2 separate regions of the Mus musculus genome follow, and region 1 is linked to region 2. Evidence: chromatin contacts called from public HiChIP or PLAC-seq data. All regions are on one chromosome and are shown on one strand. Each heading gives the region's core, a stretch centred on a gene start, on an enhancer-like site or on the middle of the called end of the contact. The rest is flanking DNA. Distances are from core to core; before and after follow the strand shown.

Region 1 (5,763 bases), core at 2,769-5,268, 36 kb after region 2:
GTAATCCTAGTACTTGAAGGTGTGCGTTAGTGTGTGAGGAAGGCCAAAGAGTTCAATGGCTTCCTCGGCTAAATGGTAAAGTCAAGGCCAATCAGGGAGACATGAAACCCTGTCTTGGAAAAAAAGAAAAATGATTGCCAAAGGCAGGTCTCCTTTGCTTGCTCCTGGTATCAGCAGGGAAATGGTCAGAATCACACATCCACTATGCTCATTTCCTGTGGAAGTCCTTCATCAGCTGGAGGAAGTTCCTTTCTAGGTCTAATTTGGCAAGTGTTGTTGGTTTCATTTTGTTTATTTTAGTTTGGTGGGTTTTTTTTTTTGGGGGGGGAGGGTGTTTCCAGATAGTTTTTTGTTTTGTTTTGGTTTTTTTGGTTTTTCGAGACAGAGTTTCTCTGTGTAGCCTTGGCTGTCCTGGAACCCAGTCTGTAGACCAGGCTGGCTTCGAACTCAGAAATCTGCCTGCCTCTGCCTCCCAAGTGCTGGGATTAAAGGCGTGATCCACCATGCCAGGCTAGTTTGGTTTTTTGAGACGTGATTTCTCTGGCTAGCTCTGGTTGTCCTAGAGCTCTCTATGTAGACCAGGCTGGCCTCTGCCCTCAGAGTGCTAGAGTTAAAGATTTCTAATCACAGATAAATGGAGGTTCCTACAAATGTGTTGTCTGAATCTACTGATTACAACCATGCAGCTTTGTACTTTATTTACTGATATAATAACAGTAACTGATATCATAGTTTAAATAGAGTTCACGCTAATAGGACAGGGCCTGTGTGACTCTGCATTCTTATAATTGTTCGTGTATACAACTTACCTCTGACACTAAATGATTGGCACTGAACTTTTTGGAAGAAGTTTAATTTAAAAAAAGATTTATTTATTATATATAAGTACACTGTAGCTGTCTTCAGACACACCGGAAAAGGGCATCAGATCCCATTACAGACGGTTGTGAGCCACCATGTGGTTGCTGGGATTTGAACTCAGGACCTCTGGAAGAGCAATCAGTGCTCTTAACCACTGAGACACCTCTCCAACCCGAAGTGTAATTTTTAAATAGTGATTATTTTAAGACTGTATAGTTATTCATTTTTAAATGTATTCCAGCACTCTTGCAACAATTAAAAATTCTAGCTTAGCAAGACTAATTAAACAGCCAAACACTGTATTACACCTGAAATCCTTATCACTTCAGAGCCCAAGGCAGAGATCTCAATAGTTCCTGATAAGATAATAGTAAGATGGTGACTCAAAAAAAAAGGAGAAAGAGAAAGAAAGAAAGAAAGAAAGAAAGAAAGAAAGAAAGAAAGAAAGGAAGGAAGGAAGGAAGGAAGACAGACAAATTAAGAGAGAGATTAAGCCGGGCGTGGTGGCGCACGCCTTTAATCCCAGCACTCAGGAGGCAGAGGCAGGCGGATTTCTCAGTTCGAGGCCAGCCTGGTCTACAAAGTGAGTTCCAGGACAGCCAGGGCTATACAGAGAAACCCTGTCTCAAAAAACCAAAAAAAAAAAAAAAAAAAAAAAAAAAAAAAAAAAAGAGAGAGAGAGAGAGATTAAAAGAGGGAGCCGCTAGTTAAGAGCCCATGCTGCTCTTGCAGAGGACACAAGTAGTTTAGTTGCCAGCTCCCACACTCAGTAGCTCACAATTGCATACATGCCTATAACTGCAGCTCCAAAGAGTCCAATGCCGCTGCAGCCACACACATTCACACATAATTAAAAAAAAATAGATTCTTTTTAAGAGGAAGCTACTATGGTTACATTCTAGATTATCAACTTGCCTAGTTGATAATTTGCAGACATCCTTGGCTACAAAAATCACTCTGAGGCCACCCAGTGCTAAATAAGACCCTGTTTCAAAAACAACACTAAAAAATGAAGAAGTAAAAATGAGTTAAAATTAGGTAAAACATTTCAGAGATTGGCAGAGTGGGGAGCATTTTTGAATTGTTAAATACTAAATGTGTTAGTTAAGAAAGGCTTTGGAGCCAGATGTGGCAGCTCACCTTGTAATCCTCCTGTTTGGAAGGGGAGGCTAAGGCAAGAGGATTAAGTGGAGGAAGGGTAAATATTCTCCTGAGGCAGCGGACTCTCTCACAAACTCCAAGCTCAGCAAAGCATGCTCTATCTTCTGATCGATAAAAGGCTAAGGCACTTAAGAGGAAAAACCCAACTGCTGCTGTGCTTTTTAGTTTTTTTTTTTAGGCAGGGTTTCTCTGTATAACCGCCCTGGCTAGAACTCGGTTTGTAGATCAGGCTGGCCTTGAACTCACAGAGAGATATATACATACTTGCCTCCCAAGTGCTGGGATTAAGGCGTGCACCACCACACCTGGCTTCATATTTGTGTTTTTAAAAGAACAAAATGCTAGTTGGGTATAGTGGCTCACATTTGTAATCCTATGGCTGGGGAGCGGGGCTAGATCAGCCTCCTTTTTGTTGTTGTATTGGTTTTATTTTGTTTGAGACAGTCTCACTGTGTAGCCCAGGCTGACCCCAAATTTAACAATCCTGCCTCAGCCTTCAGGGCACCAAGATGCAATTTTAATAGATAAAAGTAACCATGCGGTCATTATTAGCAAGAGGTTTATTAAAAACACTAACAATCGCTGCTTAATGTCAGACCTCTCTAAAGTGGTTCTCACTCATTTCTGCTAGGACTCATTCTCTGGCACAAAAGCAGCAAGACAGGGAGCTACTGGCACTCACTCCGCAGGGAGGCAGGTTCATTGTCTGGTCCCAGCTTCCACCTGGCAGAAACTGGATGTACTGCTGAGAAATCAGCTCGACTCATTAGCATGTCTTTATTCTACCAAGAGAGAATGGGACCCTGTCCAATTCTGACACCTCACTCACTACTCCCGCATCAAAATCCACACCAGGTCCTCAAGCCAGAGGGAAGGTGGTAGACACGAGTCCCGGGGGTCTTGAGATCAGCAAGCAAAAAAAAATTTTTTTTAGATAAAGGTGATGATAAAGGACATGTAGCTGGGTCACTCGCCAGCAGCTTGAACAGCAGTCCTCACTCAAGTGGACTACTTTCTCATCTGCTGTCAAAACTCTCCTGCAATGCTGATGCTGATGGAGGCATTGACTGTTTCAAGTGACAGTGTACGACAGAAAACACTTTTGCTCTGTCTCCAGCCATCTCCTTGACAGAAACTAGGAAAGGGGCAATCCAAGTGACTCTTGTCAGATTCCTACACATCTCTGTTAACTTAGTTTCTCCCCCAATCCCCGCCCTGATAGTCTCCAGAAAAGCGAAGAACTGCTTAAGCAAGTTCGTCCTCCCGCACTACTCCTCACGCTCGCAGAAACGCACTTCTAGCTGTCCCAAGGGACATGGATGCGACAGCCCGGGGACAACACCTGGCACAGGTGCCTGTCAGGGATGCCTCTCCAACCCGCAGCCGCTGCAACGCCGCATCCCCGGCGGCGCGCGTCCCTGTCGCAGAGCAGATTACCACGGAGGACGCGAGCGGTGACCTCGGTGACCCTGCAGGCACCTGCAGTCCTCCGCGTGGCGTCGCCGAGGCCCGGGATGGGGAGCGCCCCCCGCCCTGCATCCCGAAGACCTCCCCCGCTCCGCGGCCGACTCGGGGCCGCCCGGGCCACCGCGTTGCCCGCCCGCAGCATCCGACGCGCGGCCTCCCCTCCGCCCGGCCCGTGGCGCGCGCCCGGCCCTCACCGGACTTGGGCGGGTAGCGGTACACGGAATTGGACGGGATGTCCACCTCCTCCACGCCCGCGTGCTGCCGGCTCGTCAGGGCCCCCATGGCCGCTGCGATCGCGGCGTCGCCCGGGCTCCGGCGTCCGAGCCTCAGCGCGCCGGCCGGCCGCACGCCCGGTGCGGGGGTCGGCTGCCCGCCGCGGCCCGCTCGGCTGAGGCGCTGCTGCGGCTGAGGCTGCGGGGAGCGGCCCGCACGGCGCGCACCATCCTCCGCCGGGCACCGCGGCGGCGCCTCTGCCTGAGGGGGCTGCGGGGCTGAGCCCGGGGGCGCCGCCGCCGCCTCAGACCGCGTGATGTCAGCGGCGGCTAGCGCGCGGGGGGACCGCGGCGGCCTCAGCCAATGGGACGGCGGGGCGGGAGCGCCCGCGGGCCGGCCAGCCAATAGGAAACGAGCTGCGGTGGGCGCCCGCGGCGCGTGCTTCGCGCGGAGGTTGCGGCGCGGATGCGGCCTGGGGCTCGGCGGCAGCGACGGGCAAGGGTCTGAGTCTCCCGGAGCTGCTCGGCCACGGCGGGTGGAAGAAGCATGGTCCCCGCCGCACCCGAGCGGTGTCCCGGTGGGATTATTGCTCCGGGTGCGCCTCCCCCGTGGCACCGGGGAGGCCTGCCTCGAGCTCGCGCGTCTTTGTCCCTGAATCCCACAGCGAGCCGCCCCGCCCTGGCAGCCAGAGCCCCGCCTCCTCCGCGTCTGTCGAGGTCATAGCCCAGGGGCGAGCATCCACATCCCTCATGCCCCTACCGCCTGAACCCCAAGTGCTCTGCCAACCTCACATCCCAAATGTCACCAAGACTGCATAGGGGATGTTGGGATGGTCAGCTAAGATGTGGCCATCCCTCCGTAAATGCTGTTTGTAACCTCCTTCCTGGGACAGCTCGGGTAGCCTTTAGGGTTTGGATTGGTAGGCATTAACTCAAGATAGTCACTCTGAGCCTGTCCCTTGTGAACTGTTCTCTGGAGACACTGGAAAGAGCCTTGTGTGGCCTATCAGTGAACAGTCCTCGAATCAAAAAGGGAATTTGATAGGGCAGATCTAGGACTTCCCTACACACACACACACACACACACACACACACACACACACACACAGTGGGCAGGCAGAAGACGTCATTGCTCAGTTAATTACAGACATTTATGTATTTGTGGGTATGATGAGGTTTTGGGGATTTTTTTGTTTTGTTTTTGTTTCTCTGGGGGGAGACTGATCAAGGTTCCGAACTGTTTCAGCATGACGTCAACTTTCAACAACATACACAGTAGTTTGGGGTGACTGATTCCCTTCTTTAGGTTTGTAAAACTGTTTTGTAGATCTGTCTGTCTCCTGATCTCTTCTCTTCTCTTCTCTTCTCTTCTCTTCTCTTCTCTTCTCTTCTCTCACCCCCCCGCCCCCCCCCGTGTGTGTGTGTGTGTGTGTGTGTGTGTGTGTGTGTGTGGTTTGCAGGGGTTGGTGTGGTTTAAGTTTTGTTGTTGATGTTAACATTTTATTTGTGTGTTGGCAGGGGGGGGTTCCTCTCCTGTATCGCCAGGTGATTTTAGAGGTCAAAGGACAACTTGCAGAAGTGTTTTCTCTTCAACTGTGTGGATTCTAGGGATATATCTCAGTTCCTCGGCTCCCCCTCCACCTTGAGACCAGATCTCATGTAGCTCTCGTTGACCCAGAACTTCTTGTAACCAATGTGGCCTTGAATTTCTGAGTCTCCTGCCTCTGCCTCCCAAGAGTATTTTGCATTTTCATTCACCTGAATTTAACTGACTCTGTGTTAAAGTTACTTATGAAAAATTGCCTTGGTTTTCCCCCAAGGTCCCCTGGAAGCCAGGCACCCACTCCTATCATGCACATCGGGTGATAATGAGGGAGGCCAAGTCCCTGCTCCAGACACCCTCATCCAGGTCACAGGGCTCACCTGAATTTGGAGCTCTCCCTGCAGCCCCCCAGCCCTAACCATTAGGCTTCCAGAGGTATCTTAGGGGAGAGCTGTAGCCTCCCTCTATTTTCCTTTCTCTACACACAGATCCTTCCTCACAGGTGCCAGGTGACTGCGT
Region 2 (5,524 bases), core at 2,237-4,736:
CTAAGATGCTTTAAGTCATGTACACTGAAATCTAGTAGCTACAATTGCACCTTCTCGATAGTACAGGTCAGAGACAAAATCTAGACCTCCCAACCCATCAAGTTCAGGGCATGTGGGCTCCCCACACCCTGAGCTCTCCCTGTCCTTCCTGAGGGCTCTGCTTTTCTCTGTCCTCACCACCTCCCGGTCCTGACCCCTTGAGCCACACGCTTCAATGCCACCAATGCTTTTCCATGCAAGCTTTTCTCCACGGCTCTGCTTCTCTGACTGACTCCTTGCCTGCCAGTAGGATGCCAAGCTTCAGCTCCACGGCAGGTCATGCCTGCAATCTTGTAATCCCTACTTCTGAGGCAGAAGCTAGAGAGTTGACAGTTTGAGGCCAGTCTGCTCTACTTAAGGAGATCCTGTCTAAAACAAACAGACAATCAAAGGGCCATGCTCCAAGTTTACTCAGGGCGTAAAGCAAGGACAGAAATCCTTTATGAAGGGCTTCGTGGGCCAGCAAGATGGCTCTGTGGGTGAACTCGCTTGCTGCCCCGCTGACAGCCGAGCTCCATCCTCAGTACTCACTCACACAAGTGGAAAGAGACCCAACTTCTCTAAGTTTCCTCCTGACCTCCATGTGAGTGTTGTGGCACGTGCACCCCCAATCCCGCCACACAGACCACAAATACACATAAAAAAAAATCCCCAATAAGTAACTGTAATAAAAATAATTCATACTACCCATCCCCCAACATCATTAATGTAAGTTAAATTTATAATTCTCAGCCTGGCCATTTATACAAAGACTCTTTTATGCTTAATAACCTGTAAAGAATGCACAACTCCATAATTAAGTAAGAAGTCCAAGGTTCAGCAGGACTTAGTGACTGGCCTCTAACAAAATATGGAAAAGTGGAAGTTTTCAGTAGATAAACCTGTACTGTCTGGATCAAGTGATCAAGATTGATCAAGGGGCTGGTGAGATGGCTCAGTGGGTAAGAGCACCCGACTGCTCTTCCAAAGGTCAGGAGTTCAAATCCCAGCAACCACATGGTGGCTCACAACCATCAGCAACCACATGGTGGCTCACAACCATCTGTAATGAGATCTGACACCCAGAGAGATACAGTGTACTTACATATAATAAATAAATAAATCTTTAAAAAAAAAAAAAGGATTGATCAATAATGGGTCCAGGAGTACTATACTACAATAATACAAGAAATACTATAGTACACAGAATATTGTATTCCTATAATACAAGGGATTCTATAAGAAATACCATAGTACAAGGAATACTGTAGTACTAGAAATACTATAGTTCAAAGAATACTATAATACTGTACTACAGTAATACAATGAATACTATAATATAAAGAATACCAGCCGGGCGTGGCGGCACACGCCTTTAATCCCAGCACTCAGGAGGCAGAGGCAGGAGGATTTCTGAGTTCGAGGCCAGCCTGGTCTACAGAGTGAGTTCCAGGACAGCCAGGGCTATACAGAGAAACCCTGTCTCAAAAAACAAAAACAAAAAAAAGAATACCATAGTACAAGGAATATCTCTGAAATGATGTAATAAGGACATCACAGTACTCTTCAAAATCTACAGCTCACAGTTGTGGTGTGGCATACCTTTATTGTCAGCACTCAGGAAGCAGAAGCAGGCTGATTCTGTGAGTTCAAGGCCAGCCCAGTCTACATAGTGAGACCCTGTTTTTAAAAAATATAAATTAAAAATCTGTAACTCAGACTTTGAAACAGGTCATAGAAAAACAGGACCCACTGGTGAAACGTGTGCGTGGGTTTACACAAGTTGCTTTACCCACCAATCCTCTGTTTCCTTAAGAATAAAACATACAGTAAGAAGTTACCCAATAATTTATGAGATTAAAATTTGTATTCATCAAGATCCAGGAAGGGGTGAGTGAGAAGGCTCACAGGGTAAACTCACCACATGTGAAACCTGATAAGCTGAGCGAGTTCAAGTCCCAGGACCCGCAGAGAAGGAGGAAACTCTCAAAGGTAGTCCTGGAATGTCGCCTTGAATATGTGATACATGTGTGCACATACAACACACTAATACATTTCCCTTAAAAATGACTGCTGGACAGTGGTAGTGAACACTTTTAATCCCAGCTCTTGGGAGGCAAAAGATCTCTGAGTTCAAGACCAGCCTGGTCTACAAAGTGAGTTCCAGGACAGCCAGAGCTACACAGAGAAACCCTGTCTTGAAAAACCAAATCAAACCAAACAAAAGAACAAAAAAACCAAACAAACAAACAAAAAAACCCTAGGCTTTCCCCATTGGAACTGCCTGTGAGTTGAGAGAAGTGTCTAGGTGTCGGCTCTTCAATGTCAAAGAAGGAACAATACACTCTCAGTTTTGGGATGTATTTCCCTTGCTGGGCTGTTTTATGCAGCAAAGCAACAATTTTTTCTGCAAAGTCAAAAAACAATTCATAAAAGTAGTTTTTCGGGCTGGAGAGCTGGCTCAGAGTTAGGGTCCTTCCTGCCCTTGCAGGGAGCCAGGGCTCAGCTGGCAGCACCTGCATGGTAGCTCACATCTCTAACTCCAGCCCCTGGGCATCTGCACCCTCTCCTGGCATCCATGGGCTCCTGCACACACATGGTGCACATAAGCTCACCCAGGCAAACACACATATGTACACAAAAACATTAAAATTGGGCTGGAGAAATGGCTCAGGGGTTAAGAACACTGACTGCTCTACCAGAGGTCCTGAGCTCAATTCCCAGCAACCACATGGTGGCTCACAACCATCTGTAATGGGATCTGATGCCCTCTCCTGGTGTGTCTGAAGACAGCGACAGTGTACTTAGATATAATAAATAAATAAATCTTTAGGCCAGAGGGATTGAGCGAGGTCGTCCGGAGCGAGCCGAGGTTCTGAATTCAAATTCCCAGCAACCACGTGAAGGCTCACAACCATCAGTACAGTTACAATGTACTCATGTACATTAAATAAATAAATAAATAAATAAATAAGTAAGTAAATAAATCTTAAAAAAAAAAAATAAGATACAGCTGAGGACTATGTTCCACAGTTAGCTCACTCTTAGCTCTGCCTTCTACAAAAAATAAGCATATAACTAATTTCTGTATATCAGAGCTCCTAAGCCACTTGCTCATGGACTGGCTAGAAAATGAAGTAAGTATGCCACTTAGAGATGTTGTTAAGACTTTTTGGCCCAGAAGGGCTTTTATAGCCTTCAGTAGAAAGTAGAACTGTCTCATTAAAATTTATATATCTTTAAAAGTAGAAAATTCTCTGGGTGTGGTGGTACATGTAACCCTAACATTCAGAAGGCAGAGGCAGAAAGATCACAAGTTCAAGGCCTGAATCACACCAAAAAAGGAAAAGAAAAAAAAAAAAGGCAGAAAAATGAAGCAAAATTTTCTTTGAACTGCAACAGTAGTAAGCACTGTTTCCCGTAAGGGACCACGACGGCAACAGGAAGCGGGTGAGAGTGTCCGTGGTTTCTAAGACATTTCGAGGAAATTCCTGCAGCCAGATGCTTCAGAGCTCATCTGCCCAACACCACAGCTGCCCTGGGCTCTCAGTGGCACTTTCCAGAGAGACTCCCACCACACAGCACCTTTCCCCACGATCCTGTAAGAGTGTCTGAGCCCAGCTTGCCACCTTCCTAGTGCACCACAACTCTGTGTGTGTGTGTGTGTGTGTGTGTGTGTGTGTGTGTGTGTGTGTGCTATTCTGGGACATTATATTCTGGAGGGGAAAACCCACTTTTGGGCCACTTGCATGATGAAACCAGTACAGACAGAAATATATACTGGCAGTGTGTGCCCCAGGGTGACTCACTAGACTGAGTATTGCCTCTCAGACCACATGTGCACAATTAACACTCACAAATATAACTGAAAAAAGAAAGGTCACCAGGTAGATCTGATTTCTTTTGTGTGACAAGGGCACACGCCGTGCAGCCTGGCTGGTCCAGAACTCACTATGTAGACCAAGGTGGTCTTGAACTTTTAGCATCCTCTCTCTAGTCTCTGCCCCGTGAGTTCTGGGTGGGCCACAGGACTGGACCTGAGGGACACACTTACTTATTAAGTTGTCTTGCTACTTAGTATTTCTTAAGCTAACTGATTTAATTACCAGGGGTGACATCGGAAGTCAGGTCAGGGCGTTGCCTCTGTTCTCCCACTGACTTGACGGAGGACACTCAGACAAGTCATTATAAATGTCCCTGGACATCAGTGTCCCCATCTGTAGAACAAGAATTACAGCTCCTGTGTATCTTAAAGGGAAACTGAGATCAAATGAAAATGCTTTGAAAGGCATGTCACCAGCGATCAGCAATGGTGACATGATCCTCAATAGCACATTCTACCTGGGATACATGCTTTGTTTCTTACATTATTTTTGTCTTTCATAATGCCCACACATATACACACACATATACATAATTAAAAATATCAAAAATAAATCTTTAAAAATAATGTATAGCTGGGCAGTGGTGTGACACACGACTTTAATCCCAGCACTTAGGAGGAAGAGGTAGGCGGATTTCTGAGTTCGAGGCCTGTCTGATCTACAGAGTGAGTTCCAGGACTACCAGGGCTACACAGAGAAACCCTGTCTTGAAAAAACAAAAAAAGCAAAACAAAACAAAAAGTACAAATGAAATATAAGCAATTAAGTATCTCATCTATAAATCCCTGAGCACTTGGAGTAAACACAATTAGACTGTACATTACTTTGCTGTGACCCTGGAGAGACTGTGTCTTCCCAGAAATATTTACTCTGTTTGAGACGCAAACTTCCAACAGAGACATAAATTCCAACTCTGTCAAGGTATTAGCACATGCGTTCAATCCCAGCACTCAGGAGTTTGAAGCAGACAGAGATCCGTGAGTTCTAGATTAGCCAGGACTGCACGGTAAGACACTGTTTTAAAAGAGAGAAAGATAATGTTTCAGTTAGGGTCCCCATTACTGTGGCTAACCATGACCAAAAGCAACTTGTGGAAGACAACATTTAATTCAGCTTACAGCTGTCAGCCTGAGAGAAGTCACACGATGAGGCATTTTCTCAGTAGAGCTTCTGCTCCTGAGATGACTTCAGCATGTGACAAGGTGACAAACAAACAAAAATAATTAATTAATAAAACCAAGATTTCCAAACCCCCCAAAACCTTGAGTTGGTCGTCCCTTCCTGTCACTCGGGCGATGGCAGCCAAGGATCTGTTTCCTACCCTCATAGGTTGGCTCTCTGCAGATGACAAGACACATTAGGTGGGCACAGAGCACTGTGCACTAAGCAGCCTGGGACGGCTCTGGTGGCTCCACTGGAAGTAGCCCACTTTCAGTGAGTCCTGAAGGAATTTAAACACAAAAACAAAAATATCCCAGCAGGGGACAGCCTGCTGTCTTCTTCTGTGGTGACACACAGGACACAGCTACTGTCCCTTTAGATGAACTTTGGTGTTAACATAATCCTAGCCCTACAAGGGCTGAGGCTGATTAGCAGATGAAGAAGGTAAGTCCTGCCTACAT

The links. HiChIP or PLAC-seq counts read pairs in DNA pulled down with a chosen protein or histone mark.
Region 1: a contact with region 2 is called in a BATF HiChIP or PLAC-seq map of CD8 T cells, with 48 read pairs. The contact joins the promoter of Rnf157 here to the enhancer-like site in region 2. A contact is called at or near these places in 5 of 39 promoter capture datasets (the C10 cell line, the HPC-7 cell line, cranial neural crest and 1 more), 2 of 15 datasets of contacts at CTCF or cohesin (CD8 T cells and the NIH/3T3 cell line), 11 of 484 Hi-C or Micro-C datasets (the Ba/F3 cell line, the G1E-ER4 cell line, the MNK3 cell line and 5 more), 15 of 115 datasets of contacts at active chromatin or transcription factors (the 230-238 cell line, CD8 T cells, the HPC-7 cell line and 8 more) and 4 of 9 other capture datasets (adipose tissue, embryonic stem cells, liver and 1 more).

The regions. Positions count from the first base shown.
Region 1 is chr11:116,409,014-116,414,776 of GRCm38.p6, forward strand. Rnf157 (ring finger protein 157) reads right to left here and starts at 4,019. Exons shown (of 19, transcript NM_027258.1): 1 at 3,684-4,019. The coding sequence starts at 3,771.
Region 2 is chr11:116,373,780-116,379,303 of GRCm38.p6, forward strand. All of the region lies in intron 2 of Rnf157 (ring finger protein 157), which reads right to left. Among named protein-coding and RNA genes, the nearest start is that of Rnf157, 36 kb to the right of the region's middle. Within about 2 kb of position 3,487, at least 87 of the 459 cell types and tissues checked have an H3K27ac peak or open chromatin away from gene starts, as enhancers often do. A contact at or near this core is called in the 230-238 cell line, CD8 T cells, the G1E-ER4 cell line and 6 more, where this site is marked.